Regions from separate parts of the Hordeum vulgare genome. Here region 2 is linked to region 1. Evidence: chromatin contacts called from public Hi-C data. All regions are on one chromosome and are shown on one strand. The core of a region is the stretch at or near the end of the contact, and the rest is flanking DNA. Distances in the headings are between cores, read along the strand shown. Region 1 holds the start of LOC123401564. Region 2 holds the start of LOC123406209 (eukaryotic translation initiation factor 3 subunit G).

The links. A called contact is a pair of places that touch in the nucleus more often than the background predicts.
Region 2: a Hi-C map of leaf shows a contact between it and region 1, with 2.0 times the contacts expected there. The contact joins the promoter of LOC123406209 here to the promoter of LOC123401564 in region 1. A contact is called at or near these places in 4 of 6 Hi-C or Micro-C datasets (leaf and seedling).

Annotation. Positions count from the first base shown.
Region 1 is chr6H:533,404,200-533,407,795 of MorexV3_pseudomolecules_assembly, reverse strand. LOC123401564 reads left to right here and starts at 1,706. Exons shown (of 1, transcript XM_045095391.1): 1 at 1,706-2,407. The coding sequence starts at 1,914. The coding sequence ends at 2,129.
Region 2 is chr6H:533,549,924-533,553,492 of MorexV3_pseudomolecules_assembly, reverse strand. It overlaps LOC123406209 (eukaryotic translation initiation factor 3 subunit G), which reads right to left and starts at 1,862. Exons shown (of 2, transcript XM_045099684.1): 1 at 1,354-1,862. The coding sequence starts at 1,684.

The sequences.
Region 1 (3,596 bases), core at 457-2,956:
AGCATTTCCTCTTTCCGCCTAACTGCTCTGCCCTGATTCATAAACATCATCTCCAGGATGGGACGGATAATTTGACATTGAATCATGCATCCCTTCATTGCTCTGGCCATAATCATAACCACCCTCGGCTTCAGGGGCACTAGCCTGCTTCACGACGGGGAGCACTAAGGCGAGAGGATTACATCCCGTGTTCTTGCAAGCTTGTAACCAACACACCCACTAAGAGTCCTGCTCTATTTGCTTCAAATAAAAGAAAATATTTGAACGGGACCAGGACCATAATGCATGAACATCCACAGTGTGTGTTTCAGTATTAAACCCTAAACATCCGGCCAATCATTTTGTCAACTGAATAACAGACCATGTTTCAGGGTGAGTCATTCGCACCTCAATGTACTGAAATTCACCCAGATCAGCATCATTCTGATTTGTTCTCATAGTATCACGACCTAGTAAAAACCTAGCTTCATTACCTCTCACATCTCCGCAGATCTAATAATTTATGAAACGTGGACAAATATTGAGCATAGGGAGAAACTAAAGATATTTATCGAATCAACATCAATACAACTAAACATATTACTCTAAGCTACTGGAGCAACTAAATGTTTGACATCTACATATACTAGCAAAGGAACTACAAATATTCGCACAACTAAATACTACGGGAACGAACGTTAAATCTTACCATTGAAGCATGTGAAAAACGACGAAAGACGGGGGGAAGAACGACGAATGCAAGAGCTTGCACCACCACCACCACCTCCACCTTCACCTCTACCACCATCACCTCCACCTCCACTTCCACCTACAACACCACCACCTCAACCACCTCTACCAAAATGGTTACCACCACCACCACGAGCTACCCCCTCATGAGATCGAGGGTTTCCTTGTCTCCCCTAACCCTCTAGAATCCAACTACGACTGAAAACGGGGAAGAAATCGGTCCAAATATTGTAGAAAATTCGAGGCATTTTTCTGTAGAGAGAGAAGTAACAAGGGGAAAGGAGGAAGATAGGAGGAAGAAGGGGACGCGGCATGGCCTGTGGTTGGCCTCCTAACAGCCGAGCCGTGGCCGACTGGCCCAGTCTACTTTCCCGCGGCCGACTGGAGGCAGCCCAGGCCGAGTGACGTGGTCGGGCTTGTCGTCGGCTGCCACGTGGCCACTCGGCCACATATCGGCAGTCGTGTGACCGATAAGGTCCTATCGAATTCGGTTGAGCAGATTAGATCCAGTCGACGGCATATTATTTTAAAATTTTCTAAACATGTACAATATTTTTAAAATTTAATAAAATATACTCCCTCCGTCCTAAATATAAGATATTTTAGAGATTGCACTATAAACTACATACGGGTGTACATAAACATATTCTAAAGTATAGATTCACTCATTTTGCTTCGTATGTAGCCTTTTAATGAAATATCTAAAAGGTCTTATATTTTGAAATGGATGGAGTATATTGTTTGAACAAAAAATAGCGACAGTGACCCGGCATGCATGTTGTTGTTTTTCTTTAGATTAGGGGGGAGGGGGGGGGGCATGCATGTGGCATGGGTACAGCCGAAGATTTTCAGTTAGGATCCGTCCTGTGTGCGTGTCCTCATCCCACGTGATCGCACCAGTGCATCCATTATCGTCCGGCTGGCTCAAGTCGATCTTATCCTAGTCTCCGTGCGATCTTGCTGCCCGGCTCGCAGGCAGCAGATAGAACACCACCACTGTCCAATACACATTACACAGCACCCCGGCCCCCGGTTTGCTCCCTCCCCGTGACAGATCTCACCATAAATAAGCGAAACCATCCGCCATCCGGACACATACCAGCGAAACAGAGAGGCGCGCAGCAGTTTTCCATCCCTTTCTCGTTGCCACCATCTTCTTGCAGGTTAAGAAAAAGGGGCCGGCGATGGACGGCGGGAAGAAGGGCCGGGACCAGAACAAGCTGCCGCAGGGGCGCAGCGACCGCAAGTCGGGCTCCGGGATGAGCGGCGACGCCAAGAAGGGCGGCCGTGGCGGCAAGTTCACCTGGGAGGGCGCCGACGGCTACACCGACGAGGACCTTGACCTCATCGGCAACAAGGGCAAGGGGACCGGCGCCTCCGACAGTAAGAAGAAGTCCTAGGGAAGGAGAGGCGACCCTGCCCGCACGCCGTACGTCTTCCCGTCCGATCGATAGCTTTCTCGTGTCAGTTGTTAGATTAGAATAATAAGAAGATTGGGTCGCTGCCTTTTTGGCATGTTGATGTGATGATCTATTTTCAGTTTCCGACTTGCTAATGCCGGATGAATTTGCCCTAGTATCTGGATCTCGCACTTGCTAGTATCAATTTGTCTTGTGTTTCCGAGATCTTGTTTATCCTCATGGGTTAATTTATGCTCAATTTGCGGTTCTATCTGTTATCGGCCGGCGTGTATGCTTTCTTGACTGCCGCTTTTCATCATTGCTTACTTGTGATTTACCGGGAGTATTACGATTTCTGAATCGGCTGACCAGAAGATGAAGATCCATAGGGATCAGTTATTATTTTTTACTCCTTGTCTGCCTACCTAGGCTGATCCTATATGCAATGTTGCATCAAGACTGAAGATCACATATTTCACTTCACATACATGGAAAACTAGTTAACGTCACGTGATTTGCAAGCAAGTCACAAATGTAGTTTTTTTTTCTGGCGAAAAGGAGCAAATCTTGTCCTGCACAAATCGGCTTGGTCGTGTCACGTCCGCACCATTGAGCTAGTCAATGCAGTGGACGGACAAAGAGTTTATGACCGGTGGGTCCCCGGGGAGGGTCGAGTACTCAAGTGTGTGGCTGGGTGAGCCTGACTCGTTCACGCCGCGTGTGTGCTTTTTGAGCCTGTACCGCTCAGGCAAACTCCAACTTAGAAAGCCAAATCGCATTCGTTGAAGGTAAACAGACATAAACCACGGTCCAATGTCTGAAAGCAAACGACAAATGTCTGTTTTTATCCGTTTTTGATCAATTTCTGAATCAAGTTTGAATCGTGTTTGTAACCAAATGGACACGTGCGGACCGTCACGACGCGTCCCCTTGTCTGCCTCTGGCTTGCCCGTTGGTGACACACCCGTTCCTTTTTCTATTCTCTCTTTTCCAAGCTCCGGCCGCACACCACGCCCCTCTCCCTTCTCGTCCTGGTCTGCCTTCACCACAGTCGTGTAGCTGCCGAGCACGACCGCTTGCTCGTCCACTTTTCTCCACACCATGAGCGATCCACCCCTCCCCCTGCCCCGCCTTTAGCACAACCGACAACCGGATTTGGAACGGATGTAGCCGAATTTGTGCGCGGCAGGCCACTGGAGGCCGCGGCGTGCCATGGATTGGCCGGGCATCGGTCCGCACAGCCCAAGCAATGTCCCGAGGCCACATGTAGGTACTGACTCCGCCTTTAGCCATTGGGATCTACCCCTTCGGCGGTTCGACAAATACAACGACGACCGTCGTCTGGGCTCGGTGCTAGCCCAAATGCTCGTCGGTGCATCGATGCCGCTCATAAAGTGCGACAATTATACATTGAAGGTCGTGCACCGCGTGTCTACAACACCGGAACACAACACCCCGCATGGGTGT
Region 2 (3,569 bases), core at 613-3,112, 150 kb before region 1:
CACATGTGCCATGTTTCCTATTTTCCTGTGTATATTATTCAAAATCTGTCAAATTCTAGCCAATATCAAAAAACGCTGAACCACGGTTAAGCTGCACTTAAGCGCCCATTGCTCTAAGCTGTGACCTTCCACTTCGCTTGCGCTTTTTGCTTTTTTGAACATTGATAACTGTGCTACAGGAAATTTGACTGAGGAGAAAGGGCTTGCTCTCTGATGACGGTAACGTAATCAAATTATAATCCTTGTGCACTCCGAAACCAGCAAAGCATTAGAACTGCAACTGGTAATACCATTATCCGGCATTCTACTTGTGCCTGGACACAACATACTTCAATCACCCGCCTAACCAAAACAGAAAACAGTTATCGCTGCGGCTTCTCTTAATGTATAACTGATTTTTTGTAGCAGTTTAGGAAACTGTATTCTTTGAATACCAGCATTGCTTCAAAACACATCAATTGGAAAACTTGGGTAGAACTGCTCGCTACTACATCACAGCTACCAATCTATTTAATGTCCTTATAATATCTACCTCTTATTGCCCTTCCAGTAACCTACCAATTAGAAATGTTACTATAGACATGTACACCCTCCGTCCCATAATATAAGAGCGTTTTTAACACTAGTGTAGTGTCAAAAAGACTCTTATATTATGGGACGGAGGGAGTATTTCCTAGATGTACATGTAACCACTAAATATAGCACAGCCACCAGACCTTATCCAGACAGTAATCTAAAACAAAACACACAGGTTAATTTTGGTTTTTGGTAAACATAATCACCACATCATAGGAAATTGGAATGAGGAGAATGGAGTCGCTCTCTGATGACAGTAATGTATTCAAATTATAATTCTTTGCGCTCCAAAATCAGCAGTTCATTAGAACTGCAGCCTCAAATTCCATGGGCCCGGGGTTCAATCACCTGCATTCTGATTCTTTATGGCTGATTTGCAAAACTAGTATTGTGCCCCCACTTAACAATACCAGCATTGCTTCAAGCCTTCAAAACACTTCTATCAAAAAACTTTGGGAAACAGATGTTCAATACTACTATATCATAGCTACCGATCTATTTCCTCTCCTCCCAATATCTACCTCTTAATGTCCTTCCAGTAAACCTGCCAATTAGAAATGTTATACAATACACGTGTACATTTCCTAGATGTACATGTAATCCCCAAACATAACGCAGCCACCTGACCGAATATAGACTTCTCACTGGATCAACACCAGTTCACGTGGATCCCCAGTTTTGACTCTATAATGCTACACGGGATAACAGCAATCCACAGAAATAGGGTGCCTAACGACACAACAACTGATTCGAAAGAGACGCGGATCGGCGACGGACCTGGGGCGCGCGGGCGCTCGAGGAGGATCTCCTCGGTGGAGACGACGGTGAGACGCGCGGAGGCGTCGTCGCCGCTGGCGGCGTCGCCGAACTTGCCCCAGGAGCGGCGCTCGACGGCGGCCTTGGAGAGGCGCGCGCGCGCGAGCTTGCGGACGCGGGTGGTGGTGGTGACCTTGACCTTGTTGCCGTCGTCGTCGAAGCGGTACTCGATCGTCTTCTTGAAGCCGTTCTCGTCGGGCCCGATGACGACCCGCGGCGGCAGCAGGAAGTCGAGGTCGCCCCCGTCGTCCTCCTCGAGCTCCCCCCACCGGATCTTGGCGTCCGCCGGCATGGCTGTCGCTCGCTCGCTCGCTGGGGCGCTAGGGTTCGGGGGTGCGGCGGCGTGGGGGGGGGAGGAGACGGGCGCTCTAGCTTGGTTGTGGAATGGGGATGTGTGGCTCGGATTAGTTTCTGGATGATTTTGTTCGGAGGATGCGGTTGTTGGGCTTCGGAAGCAAGTGAGGAAGGCCGCGGCTGAAGATCCAACACGCGTGCAGGTGGGCCTTTTTTTTTAGATGCGGGTGGGCCTTGTTGGATCGGGACCATCTGGTAGCACGTTCGCTCGAAAAAATAAATCTGCTTTCTTCTAAAAAACACGACACGTGGATCGACAAATCTTTTTACAAGATCCGCCCCCTCTGCATCCGTTTAGGCCCAGTTCTTTTGAGCTATGTTGTGGAAATAAGCTTTTATGAAAATAAGCCCCAAATAAGGACCAGTGAAAATAAGCTCCAAATAATAAGTCAGCCAGTTCTTTTTAATGTTTCTTTATTCAGCTTATCTGTGGTATAGCCAATGAAAAGTCTATAGTGCCCTTGAAGTCTAATGTTGTCTGATTAAACGATATTCACTCTCACAGCATCACATCACGGAGTACATCTAATCTAAAGAGGGAAAGAAAAAATTTGTGGGGAGAAAAGGCAGAGGAGCCTTTGCTCCGACGAGTTGCTGCTCTTGCATGAAGGATGTTGTTGCTTTCGTGGCGGGGTAGGGCACCAGAGAGAGATGCAGTGGCGCCAGAGAAGAGATCCATGTCTGCGGCTGCTAGAGTGGGTCGTCGACCGGAGCAATCCAAAATGCTGCAAGCAGATGGAGAACAAGGGTTGCTTAGGGAGGCGCGAGAGGGAGGTGCGGCGGCGGGTGATGCCAACCCGTTGCCCATCTTGGCGGCGCCGGAGGGAGGGACGGGATCGATGGTGACCAACGGCGGCTGCCGGCCTAGGGAGGAACCCTAGTTTCTCTGTCGGTGGGAGGCCTCTCCTGTGCGAGACGAGCAAGCGAGAGGACGAACGAATCATTTTTCTCGGGGGGGATTGGGGGTGTGACGATAGGGCTGGGCGGTGGCATTTTTCCTGTAGAATGTGCAAACAACAATGGCAACAAGCTATAGCCTTTCGTTTTTAAGTGAGAAGCTGTGGGAAGCTGCGGGAAGCTACCCTTCCCCAGCTTTTTTTCATTGTGAGGGAGATGGAGATGGAAATAAGCTAAGCTAGCTTCTCCAAACCGAGTTCTTTTGAGCTTCTATCCTATTTTGACAATAAGCTGCTAGAAGCCGCAAAAGAACTGACCCTTAATCGGGTCCATCCAACAGCCCGGCCCCTTCCTCACCATTGCCATAGACCTTCTATTGCAGAAATATTGCAACAGAGGTTCTCTTGCGGAGTTTTTTTGTCTGAACTCTTTTGAAATATGAGTTTCGTTGCGGAAGGACATGTGCAACACAAATGATGTTGTAGAATTTTGTTATCTCAACTTTTTGTCAACATGGTTGTTGATGCGGAAGGACTTTTGCAACACAAATGATATTATAAAAAAATGTCTTAACTTTCTTGCAACATAGGTGTTGTTGCGGAAGGACTTCTCGAACACAAATAGTGTTAAGAAAAATTGTAAGTGAGAGAGGCACACATGTCTAGTCGTGGAGATCTGGCTGATTGTGCGTCTGTTGATCAAACTCGTATGTGACGGTTGCGCATGCGGTGGAAGTGTACGCGTGATCGGCCGGCTGACTCTAATATTTTCCCAAAATTTTTTGTTTAATTTTTAAAAAAATTGTTGACCCCTAAAAAAATTTAAAAAAAAATTTGCTGACACAAAAGTCTTTGTATTATCGTTAAAGAAGCGTTACCTTTGAGCTGGCTGATCGCCCTCACGCGCCCGCCTCCTTATGTGTTTAA